Regions from separate parts of the Sus scrofa genome. Here region 1 is linked to region 2. Evidence: chromatin contacts called from public HiChIP or PLAC-seq data. All regions are on one chromosome and are shown on one strand. The core of a region is the stretch at or near the end of the contact, and the rest is flanking DNA. Distances in the headings are between cores, read along the strand shown. Region 1 overlaps NSMAF (protein FAN). Region 2 has its middle 26 kb from the start of NSMAF.

The links. HiChIP or PLAC-seq counts read pairs in DNA pulled down with a chosen protein or histone mark.
Region 1: an H3K27ac HiChIP or PLAC-seq map of alveolar macrophages shows a contact between it and region 2. The contact joins two enhancer-like sites. A contact is called at or near these places in 8 of 47 Hi-C or Micro-C datasets (blood, embryonic fibroblasts, fetal heart ventricle and 3 more) and 2 of 2 datasets of contacts at active chromatin or transcription factors (alveolar macrophages and skeletal muscle).

What each region holds. Positions count from the first base shown.
Region 1 is chr4:74,257,984-74,263,626 of Sscrofa11.1, forward strand. It overlaps NSMAF (protein FAN), which reads left to right. Exons shown (of 31, transcript XM_021089346.1): 6 at 4,329-4,379. Among named protein-coding and RNA genes, the nearest start is that of NSMAF, 29 kb to the left of the region's middle. Within about 2 kb of position 3,643, at least 9 of the 83 cell types and tissues checked have an H3K27ac peak or open chromatin away from gene starts, as enhancers often do. A contact at or near this core is called in alveolar macrophages, where this site is marked.
Region 2 is chr4:74,202,321-74,207,879 of Sscrofa11.1, forward strand. No RefSeq gene overlaps it. Among named protein-coding and RNA genes, the nearest start is that of NSMAF, 26 kb to the right of the region's middle. Within about 2 kb of position 3,736, at least 28 of the 83 cell types and tissues checked have an H3K27ac peak or open chromatin away from gene starts, as enhancers often do. A contact at or near this core is called in alveolar macrophages, where this site is marked.

The DNA.
Region 1 (5,643 bases), core at 2,393-4,892, 56 kb after region 2:
TGCCTCCATTGCATCCTCCAGCTTTAGGGCCTCACCTTCCTTTTGCTTGGCGATGTCACATGGTGACTTTGCTTTTCCTCAGTCATATTGGTCTCTAGGGACGGCTTTCTTAAAGCTGTCTTGTACCTACATGGAAGGTGCATCTTTAATATGAGATAAAGTATTTCACAGAAAGTGTCAGGTTCTCACGCCTGCTGCGTAGCTGCTTGATGGCTTGGTGAATTTCCTTCCTTTTATTTTTAAAACAGTGGTCCTTACACTGGATTCATGGTATCTCGAAGTGGTGGCCACTGCGGCTGTGGACCTGTCTCTGGTACCATCCTCCACGTCATTCAGGCTTTTCTCGTAACATCCCGACTTCCCTGTCTGCTTCTCGGGAGCACTGCCGGCATCACCAGTGGCACTTCGTGTGGGTCCCATGGTATTATTCAGGGTTTACAGTAATACACTAAACACGAGGAAAAATGGATGAGAACCATTACCGAGATACAATTCGCTGTAGAGACAGCTGCTTAGGCGGAGATGGACAGCGTCACGCGACCTTTTGAGGCTCCTCTCGACACTTAACCTCAGCGCAGTAGCACAGGAGGTGGCCTTGGAGTTGTGACAGCGTTCGGTGTGCACTGTGGTCACTACTCTGCCGCTGGGACTTAATGCGGCATCTTCACGTTTGTTTACATGTCTCACAACCACGAAGAGCACCGTGTCCAGTCTGTGTGTGGGTTTTGATAGGTTTGTGTACATTTTGTGGTTGTAAACGATAAGAGACTAGTGTCCACATGTTTTATGGACTCAACCACCTACCTTTTTATTTTTTTGCTTTTTAGGCCCACACCTGTGGCATATGGAGGTTCCCAGGCTAGGGGTCAAATCAGAGCTACAGCTGCCAGCCTACACCACAGCTACAGCAACACAGGATCTGAGCCTCATCTGCAACCTACACTGCAATTCACAGCTACACCGGACCCTTAGTGAGGGAGGCTAGGGATTGAACCTGCATCCTCATGGATACTTGTCACATTCTTTTCCACTGCACTCCAACTGAAACTGTGACATACCTTTTTTTAATTTTTTCTGTATTTCTAAGCCCTGCAGTTCATCTTCTTTCAAATTGCCCCAAATCTCCACAACTTCCCAATGTATTTATTGAAAATGGAGTTCTCCTGTGGCTTAGCGGGCTAAGGATCTGGTGTCACTGCTGTAACTCGGGTTTTGATCCCCGGCCGCGGGCGAGGTCAAAACATGGAAAGAGTGCGCATAGAAGTGAACCCGTGCAGTTTAAACCCATGTTGTGCACAGGTCAACTGCACTCGGTTCACCTCCGGGTGTTTAAGGAAGTGGAGAGGAGCGGCGATCACTAGCGCTGTCTCTGCCGTGAGTTCACCACCGTCACCTTTAAAAAGCGAGCGCGGGGAGTTCCCGTCGTGGCGCAGTGGTTAACGAATCCAACTAGGAACCATGAGGTTGCGGGTTCGGTCCCTGCCCTTGCTCAGTGGGTTAACGATCCGGCGTTGCCGTGAGCTGTGGTGTAGGTCGCAGACGCGGCTCGGATCCTGCGTTGCTGTGGCTCTGGCGTAGGCCGGTGGCTATAGCTCCGATTGGACCCCTGGCCTGGGAACCTCCATATGCCGCGGTGAATTTCCTTCCTTTTATTTTTAAAACAGTGGTCCTTACAAGAAATAGCAACAACAACAAAAAGACAAAAAATAAATAAAAAGCGAGCGCGGTAGGGCCTCTGCTCTCTGCACAGCCCCAGCTCCTTGAGGTGTTTGCACATGAATCATTCTGTGATCAAGTGGGAGTGGGGACGTCATGGGACACAGAGACAGATTGCTTTAGGATTGATGCAAAGCGTCGAGCTTCATGGGGTGAACGGTCGGGAGCAGAGAGCCTCCCTGTGGCTTTTGGGTCACTTAACCCTCTCGTTCATGGGCCTTGTTACTGGGTATTGAAGATGATGTTATGAAAGCTGGGAGACACCGGTTCGGTGATTTTTTTTCTAGGCCTGCTTTCCTTGATTCTAGTGACTTTAGGGGAGAAGATATTGCAGAGGCTGGCTTGGATTTCCTGTCCCTGGGGTAGGTGAATGCAGTCACCACCATCTGTTCTGTCGGGGAAGGAACACCATTACTGACAGTCCCGGCCCCCTGCTGTGTTCTTGTTATGTCTATAGTGTCATTCTACACGTGGCTTTGTTCTAGAACATCGATATCTTGAAAGGAGTAAGTCCTTTTTCACTTGGAAGTTCAGGTTCAACGATAAAATTAAAACGTTAATAAACGTAAAGATTAAGCCCCCAAATCCGTGCACCTCCTTCGATGGCTAAGTAAGAGGTCTTGTATCCAACAAACTCAAAACCAACTTAATCTCGGGGTGACGAGACATAAGCTAGCCTTTCCAGTCTTGAGCTTCCTGGTTTAAGCACACCACCCAAAAAACCCCCTCAACTTCCATGTGTGTTTGGTTACTTACCAGGTCACAGGGTTTCGGAGAAATGCGTTATGGTTCTTAAGGCTTTAGAGAGTTTTGCTGGCAGAATAAAAAGGGTGTATGTGAATAGTGCTCATGCATCCTGTGAGAATTTTATTCAAGGCTTTGGAAATAAGAGAACAAAAATATGTGTCCCCCTACCTTCAGTGGGGAACAGACAGCAAGCAGGTATCTTCTATAGTGTCAGGGATGATAAATGCATGCAGAACATGAAAGCAGGACGGAAGGACAGCACGAGGAGAAATGCAGGTGCTGCTTTGGATCTAGTGGTCAGGGAGCCTGGAGGCTGGAGGAGGGGGAGCCTCACTGTGACCATGACCCCGCCACGGGGTTCCGGGTGCAGCAATGCCAGAGGGGCCCTGCGGCAAGTGTGTCCTGGGCAAGGGGCAGCCTGGTGGGGGGTGAGAGAGGGGCGGGGAAGGCAGGTTGGAGCAGGGCAGGGTCCTTGTCGGGGAGGAGTTAGAATAGGACAGGACCCAAGGGGCCTGTCTGCTCTGTGTCTGAGCCACGCTGGAGGCTGGATGGAGACCCCGCTCAGGAGGGGTGAGCACGGGGAGTGTTGGGCTCTGGAGCACAGGGGGACAGCAGTGGGAGTGAGAGATGCTCAGAGTCCAGGCGTGTTCCCAAGCTAAGCCAAGCCTGACAAGCCCTGATGGTGAGAAGGCGAGAGGTCCTGGCCAAGGCCAGCCGGGTGGACAAGGGGACCCCTTACTGCAACCAAGAAGCCTGGGAGGAGCAGGCTTTGTGAGAATGTGACCACCCCGAGGAGGAAGAGGGGGCTGGTGGGCATTCAGGGGCCCAGGCTGGGTTTCAGGGAGAGGTTGAGACCATGGCCCACTTCCACTTACTTACATTAGGCCCTGGGGGCGGTTTCCCAGACTGAGGGAAGCGGCTGGGCAGAGAGCAGGGGCCCAGGACGACAAGCAGCACTGCTGAAGTCACCAGCAGCAGGTGAGGGGAGCCAGCTGGAAAACTGCTCCAGGGAAAGCCATCAGCTCTGTCGCATCTGAGAAACCGAATCAAGAAAGTCCCGAGAGAGAGTCGGTGACACGGTGACCTTGTGCCTTCTTTCTGACCTTGCCAGGAGCAATCACAGTAACACAGGATTGGAGGAAATCTGTCGTGGGCCCAGGAAAGTACAGTCAACTCTTGCAAAGAGTTTTGCTACAAAAAGGGAACAAATGGCAAAAGAAGGATGTGAAACCAAGAGAGCGTTTTTAATCTGTGTTTTAAGTGGGAGAAAGTGCAGCGTGTAATCCTAAGAGCTAGGGTTTTGGATAGCCGCCAGGTGGGGGGTCCTGTTGTGCGAGCAGAGCTGCTGGTGTGGGAGGCCAGGCAGACCCTCCCTCAAAACCTGAGGGAGGGCGGGATGAAGGGTACAGGTGCCAGCAAGTTGCTGGCTCTGGTGGGGGTGTTGCATGTTTGACACGGTTACTGGTACCTGGTGTGAGGACAGGTATCCTGGGGGGTGTGTGTGTGAAAACACTGAATGCCTGCCGCCTCTAGGGAAGAGAAATTTCTTTGTTAATGAATGAATTTCATACCTCAGTGACTTTGTTTTACCCACTTCTTAGATTAGCTTCCTTCACTTGTCTACCTTGGTCCAAGTGATGACATTCATAGGACATCTTAGACCTTGTGTTTATCCAGTCATGGGTGCTACCTTATTGTCTTGATCAATCTTTTTAATGTTTATTTTATCAGAACTTTAAAGCCATGCTATTGTTAATGCAAGTGTGTTTGGAAACAGATTCAGTAACAATGACTTAAATTTGATTCATAACCTCCTAATCTATAGTAACTCATTACAATGACAATGTTTAATTTATCTTTCTCAGGTATATTTCATTAAAGAACACAACATTGTTGCACCATATAAAATAGAAAGGGTAAGTAAAACTTTTCATTTATCCTCAGCCGTTTAAATAATGATTTTGCACATTAAGATTCTGTGTGTCTATTAACTTTAATGAAATATAATGTGTTTAAAAGCCTGTTGCTTAACAGTTATAGCAAAATTCCCCAAGGGAACCACAGACTTTAGGCCAAGAGACTTAATTCGCTTTTTAACTTTAATGTCTCTTATAGAAAGAAAGCTTAAAAGTGTGGATTAAAAGTTGAACTCAGTTGCATCGTCTGTAAGATTTATTTATTGGTTATCACGAGAACTTCTTTCAAATATTTGAAAAATGTCTCTAGGCTACACCCTTACTTAAGAGCTCAGTAACTTACAAATTCTCCCGATAGGGCGGAGGCTCTGAGTGAACATGCACACGGGACTTGTCCGGTGAGCCCAGGCGGTACACTCAGCCATTCTGGGCTTCATGCAGTGCCTTGTGCTTCCGCTCAGTGGGTACAGGGCTGACTCCTAGCAGAAGAGCTCTCACAGGACCTAGAGGCCAGTGCTCCTTGTAACGACACCTTGAATTAGGAAGGCCACCCTTGCTGAGCAGATGCTGTCCCTCAGGCTGGATCCCAGTCCTGGTCACAGGCAGCCGCCTCTGCAGTTTATGTACAGGAAGCGCTTGGCTGCTCCAGTCTGTCAGGAACGGTGAAAACTGGAGAGCGAGTTACTCTCAGGCGGTGCCGTTGGCCTTTGGGGAAGGAGGGGCCATCTCTATACGACAGCCTGTTCCCACCCACTGAAGGACCTGTCTCTGCCTTGGGTGGCACCTCCACTCACTGACAAAAGTCCTGTGGGGGTGGTGGGACCCCCCCCCAGGTTGAGCCACCAGCTGGTGCGCCCTCCCTGCCAAGGCTCCCGGGACACCCCCTCAGTGCAAAGCTGCTGAAGGACGCATAGGAGGAAGGTTTTCTGAAGCAGAGAGATGCTCCTTCGCTTCAGTGTGAGTTGGGACACCGAGGGCCTTTCAGGTTAAAAGTGGGGGGACCATGACGTTGAGGATGACAATGAGATGATGGAATAGGAAGCCCAGATGCTCATGCTTCTCACAAGAGACCGATTCCTTTGTGAAACGAGTGTGGAGCGCCCTGCGCCCCAGGTTAGCCCGAAGTGAGCCACGTTGAGGCTGGTGGGGACGGGGGGTCACATGCTTTCGTTGAAGCCCCTCTCCTGGCCTGGCGCCAAACAGCTGGGGCGGGAGAGACGACACAACCGTAAGTCCAGTGTTCTGGCTTTGGGGGCAGCTGCAT
Region 2 (5,559 bases), core at 2,486-4,985:
CTGTGATCTACACCACAGCTCATGGCAACACCAGATCCTTAACCCACTGAGCAAGACCAGGGATCGAACCGGCATCTTTATGGATACTAGTCGGGCTCCTTACTGCTGAGCCACCAGGGAACTTCCAAATCACATGTATTCTTATTCAGTTTAGGAGTTTAGAATAAGTTCTTCCTATATACATTTTCAAGAATATATCCATAGCTAAAAAAACTTCTTGTCCAAGTCAAATGCTCAATTCTGATATTCTAAAAGTGTATTTAAATAAACAACAAATTCAGGGAAATGTAAATTGAAAGAACAATGAGATATTACTATGTACGTGTTAGAATGACCAAAATTCAGAATACGGACAACTCCAAATGCTGATGAGGATGTGGAGCAATAGGAAATCCCAGGTGCTCCCATCCTGGCTCAGCGGCAGTGAATCCAACTAGTATCCCTGAGGATGCGGGTTTAATCCCTGGCCTTGATCAGTGGGTCGGGGATCCAGTGCTGCTGTGAGCTGTGGTGTAGTTTGTGGACAGGGCTCAGATCCAGTGTTGCTGTGGCTGTGGTGTAGGCCGGCGCAGTACCTCTGATTCGATCCCTAGCCTGGGATATGCTGCAGGTGCAGCCCTAAAAAGCAAAAAAAAAGGAACTCCCATTCAATGCTAATGGGAATGCAGAATGGTACAGCCACACAGGAATACATTTTGCCTGTTTCTTACAAAAGTAACTGTGATCCTACCCTGTGATCCAGCAGTGTGCTCGCTGATGTTTACTCAATGAAATCTCATTAGGCAAAAGAGCAATCATGACCACAAGTCACCGAGCTCTTTCTTCTAACGATTCATCACCAAGTAACAAAAAGTCTTGAAAGAAGCAAATAATTAGTTATATTGTCCCACTCTAAGAGACCCATTTTTCAGAAACAGGCTCACAGACTTCGAAAAGCTTATGGTTACCACATCAAAGGGGACAGGTGAGGGAGAGGAGGGAGAGGTGGACTGGAGGTTTGGGATGGGGGTGTTCTAAAATTAGGTTGTGATAATGGTTTTACAACTATAAATATAATAAAATCCTCTGAATTATTTAAAAAAGAAAAAAAAAGAACTTCCCATGTGTCTAACAACATAAAAAAGAAGGGAGACCTATTCTTTAAAATGACATTAATGTGAACAAAGACATAACACAAAACCAAAGCACTTTCTCCTTCATTCCAGACCAAAATTTAGCCAAATTCATTAACAATAGAAATATGAAATTCATTCTGCAGAATATGTTTTATAGTTCTAGGAGAAAGAATAGCCATTTGCTAGAGTGGTTACAAGCTCCCTACCCCAAACTCTCCTGTCCTTTTCCTGACAGTCACCAGTTGTGTAATTAGTCTTAATTTGTAAGCAGAGCATCACTGCGTTGCAGTCTACTGCAAACATAACTTCTACTATTTTGCTTTGGTGAGCAGGTCTTAGCAATCACCATGAGATGGAATAGATGCTGATACTAGAGATGGATGTGTCATAATAGCTTTAAACCACCAGAAGGAGCTCTAAAGCAGGCTACTGAGAAATATTAGACCTGCTGGCAGAGAGAAGGAATAATGTATTGCCTACAAATGGAGAGTTTAAGCCCCATTAAAACTTAATAAAGAATTACAGAGTGGCTGAGGGAATTATAACACTAAAAAGTCTCCAGAAGACAAAATACAGGTGCCTACAGGCGTTAGGTTAGCACTGTATTTGGGTGTTTTTTTCAGAGAAAAAATACACAAGAAATACTGATTCAATTAGCCAAATAAGCCATGAGATTGTAAATGAGAGTAAATTTACACAGAGTCTTCTCAACTCTTCCATCTGCCAAAATATTCCTTTCAATGGAGTCAGCCTTTTGCATGAACTTTGGAAGACCATTTGAAAGATGCTGAAAATTTCCTTTACTCAGAAACCTCTCTTATGATTAACTCCTGGTACCTGAAATTCAGAAGGCTTACATCCCACCTTAAGAGCTTTAATTAAGTTGTAACGTTCTTCATGTCATTGAGTAAAGGCTTTACTGTTACTTGAAGGGCTGATAGTGGGTTTTGGCCATCGTTAGCTTAAACAGTGTAATCTTTTTCTATATATCATGATAGGAAGGCAAGGCTTTGAAGAGTAACCTGATGATGATTTTTAATTACTGGGAGAAGGCCAGGTGTCCAAAGTCCTGTCTGTAGCCAGTGGAATATTCTGTTAGGAAATCTGCCAGGAGCATGGGGAGAGAGAAGAGTATCAACCACACAGTATCAGCAAAGATGCACAGAGAAGGTAACAAACTCCCTGACTGGTTTGCTTGCTCCTGGCTATCATGAGAAAGCTCCCCACAGGTAGTTTAACCATCAGAAACTGATGCTCACGGAGTTCCCATTGTGGCTCAGCAGTAACGAACCCGACTGGTATCCATGAGGACTTGGGTTTGATCCCTGGCCTTTTTCATTGGGTTAAGGATTCAGTGTTGCCATGAGCTCTGCTGTAGGTTGCAGATGCGGCTCAGATCTAGCGTTGCCGTGGCTGTGGTGTAGGCTGGCAGCTACAGCTCCAATTTGACCCCTAGCCTGGAAATCTCCATATGCTGTGGGTGTGGCCCTAAAAAGATTTTAAAAAAAGAAAGAAATCGATGCTCACAGTTCTGGAGACCAGAAGTCCAAGACCAAGTAGTCGGCAGGTACGGTTTCTTCCAAGGCCTCCCTCCTGTGCCCCTGATGGCTGCCTTCATCCTACGTCTTCATGTGTGCATGCCTGTGTCCGAATTTCCTCTTCTTATCAGGACACACTGGGTATAGTGGGTAAAGGCCCACCCTACTGACCTCATTTTAGCTAACTCCCACGTCTCCAAATATGATCCCTTTCTGAGGTCCTGAGGGTGAGAACATCAATGTACAAATTTAAGCGGGACACAGTTCAGCCCATAACACTCCCCTCTCTCTCTAAAATTCTGCAGGGCAGAAGGGGGCGGAGGGGGTGCTAAGAGGCAGTGGAGAAGGCTTGTGTTTTGGAGTTAGGCCTATATTAAAATGCCAGCTTAGGAATTCCCTGATGGCGCAGCAGGTTGGGTTGGCATTTCACACTGTGCTGCAGGTTGGATCACTGACCCAGGAAGTTCTGCATGCTGCAGGCACGGCCAAAAAAAAAAGAAAAAAAAAAAATTGCCAGCTTATTTCCTAGCAGTGTGACCTGGAGAATTCACTTAGCTTGGAATTCTTAGCCTCCTTTGTGAAATAAAGTTAGAAATACCCTTCTTGCCAGGTGGTGGTGAAAGTGGGAGGCGATGATTAATGTGAAAACACGGGCTCAGACTTTCTCAGGTGTGGACTGACTCCTTCTGAGGCTTCCCTGCCCTGGAGGGAGGAATTCATCCTCAGCAGAGCCAACGAGGCCATGTGCCCTGGCTCCGTCCCACCAGCAGGGCCTGGCTGGGGTGCGAGGGGCCTGAGCCACAAAGAGTTTTAGATGTGAGGGATTCAAAAACTACGGTGTGTTTTACGTGTTTATTTAGTAAACTGATGCGTTAAACACTCACACATGCTGTGACTATACACACAACCTCTACTGGAGATGAGGTCAAGAGACTAAATTCGAGGCTCTGGGGAACTTGAAGTCACAGATTCCCTGAGTCTATGCTACTGCCGCTCTGGCTTCTTTCACTTCCTCCCGCCAGGCTCCCTCCTGTTCAGGCTCTTCAGTCACCACCCAGGGCAGGCCACCCCCACAACCCCCTCCCCCCAGCCCTTCCGGGTGAGCCTCCAGCGAGTGTCTCGCCCACAGATGACGTCAACCTCACAGGGCTGCATTTGTCATAAAATAACCCATTACATTGCGTTGGACTTTTGTCCTCTGCCTCTCCTTCGAGAATATAGGCTCCCCTCGAACAGGAACCTGTTCTCTCTCTCTCTCCACCGTCTGTCCGCAGAGTCAGGTGGAGGGCACCCGGTGAGCTAGCGCACAAACCATCCCTGAGCCCATCAGCAGGTGAATTTAATGTGAATGGAGCTAGCTATTCAGGACCCATCCTCCAGAAACAGGCTTTGATCCCCTCATCCTCAAGGGTCAACGTGTAGCTACTTCCATTTTCTCCAAAACAATCCCTGCAAAACCCCAGAGTTTGCAGTATCCTTATACTCATGCATCCACACAGATCATTGAAGGACAGGTAGTTGTGATGAGTGGGTCGAGGGCTTAAACATCACCAACAGTGCAGATGGTACGACTTTTTATTCACTGATGATAAAGGCTGGAAATTATTTCATTCAAAGAATACCATCTTCTAGCATCTGTTGGCTGATGAAATCTGTGGATCAAAACAAAACAAAACAAAAAAAGCCATTTTCCTGAAGCTGTACCATTTCGATGGTTCATTTTCACAGTGGTAAGCTGGCACAGCAGAAAGATGTATACGTCTTTGTTCATTTTTCCTAGGAAATATCTATTTATGGGTAAAGAAACACAGACCAAGATACTGGAGCCGCCAAAAGAGCATTCCACTCTGGTTCCCAGAACCCGGTGTCCTGTCTGTATGTGGAATGTCTCCCCCACAGTCATTTTTACCCAAATAGCTCACACAGTTGAACTGGGAGTCCCAGGGGGTCCAGAAAATTGTTTACCTTTATTCTGACCATTAGTGTGCTAATGAGTATCCATCACCCCCCCCCATACTGGAAGCAAATTGCTGCTAATTACATAATGATCATCTATGTAAGTATAACTACTAAAATTTAAAACCAGGAGACTGGGGCATTACCAACATAAGAAGAATAGGAAGTCTGGCTCCTGTGGCCCATGTGAGCTAGAATTATATGCAGTTGGCCTAAGGAAAGAGGAAAAGGGAAAGATTCAAGACCTGGGCAATTTATTCATTCAACAAATGTGAGCTCCAGGGAGTTCCTGCTGAGGTGCAGTGGGTTAAGGATCCAGTGTTGCCGCAGCTCTGACATAGGTCAGAATTGCTGCTCAGATTGGATCCCTGACCAGGGAACTTCTATATGCTGCAGGTGTGTGGCCATAAAGAAAAGAGGGGGAGGGAGTTCCTCTGTGGCTCAGCGGGTTAAGGACCTAGCATTGTCACTGCAGCAGCTGGTGTCGTCGCTGTGACACAGGCTCGATCCCTGGCTGGGGAACTTCACATGCCCCATGCAAGGCTGGGGGGGGGGGCGGTCAATGCCACACCTGCTGCAAGTTGGGCTCTGTCCTGGGTGTGGCAGTGGAAGCACCCTTACCGCCCTAGAGAGATGGGCAAGAGGGCTTCTGGAGCAGTCTCAGGCTGTCTCCAAACTGCCCACAGAGCATCAGGGGCTACCTGACTCTCCTCTCCCTTCTGCTTGCATTCCAGGTAGCACTACCCAAGAGCGAGGGCTCAGGTGCCAAACTCTGCCAGCCGGTGTTTGCAGCAAAGTAAGGGTTTATGTTCAGGGCACCAAGCATGGGAGAGAAGACAGGTCTCTGATCCGCTCCAACTTGGTCTTGGAGTTGGGGGTGTTTTTAAAGGGGAAGAGCAAAACGCTAGGATTAATCACTGTCTTGAGACATTTCTCAGGATGTCGGAATG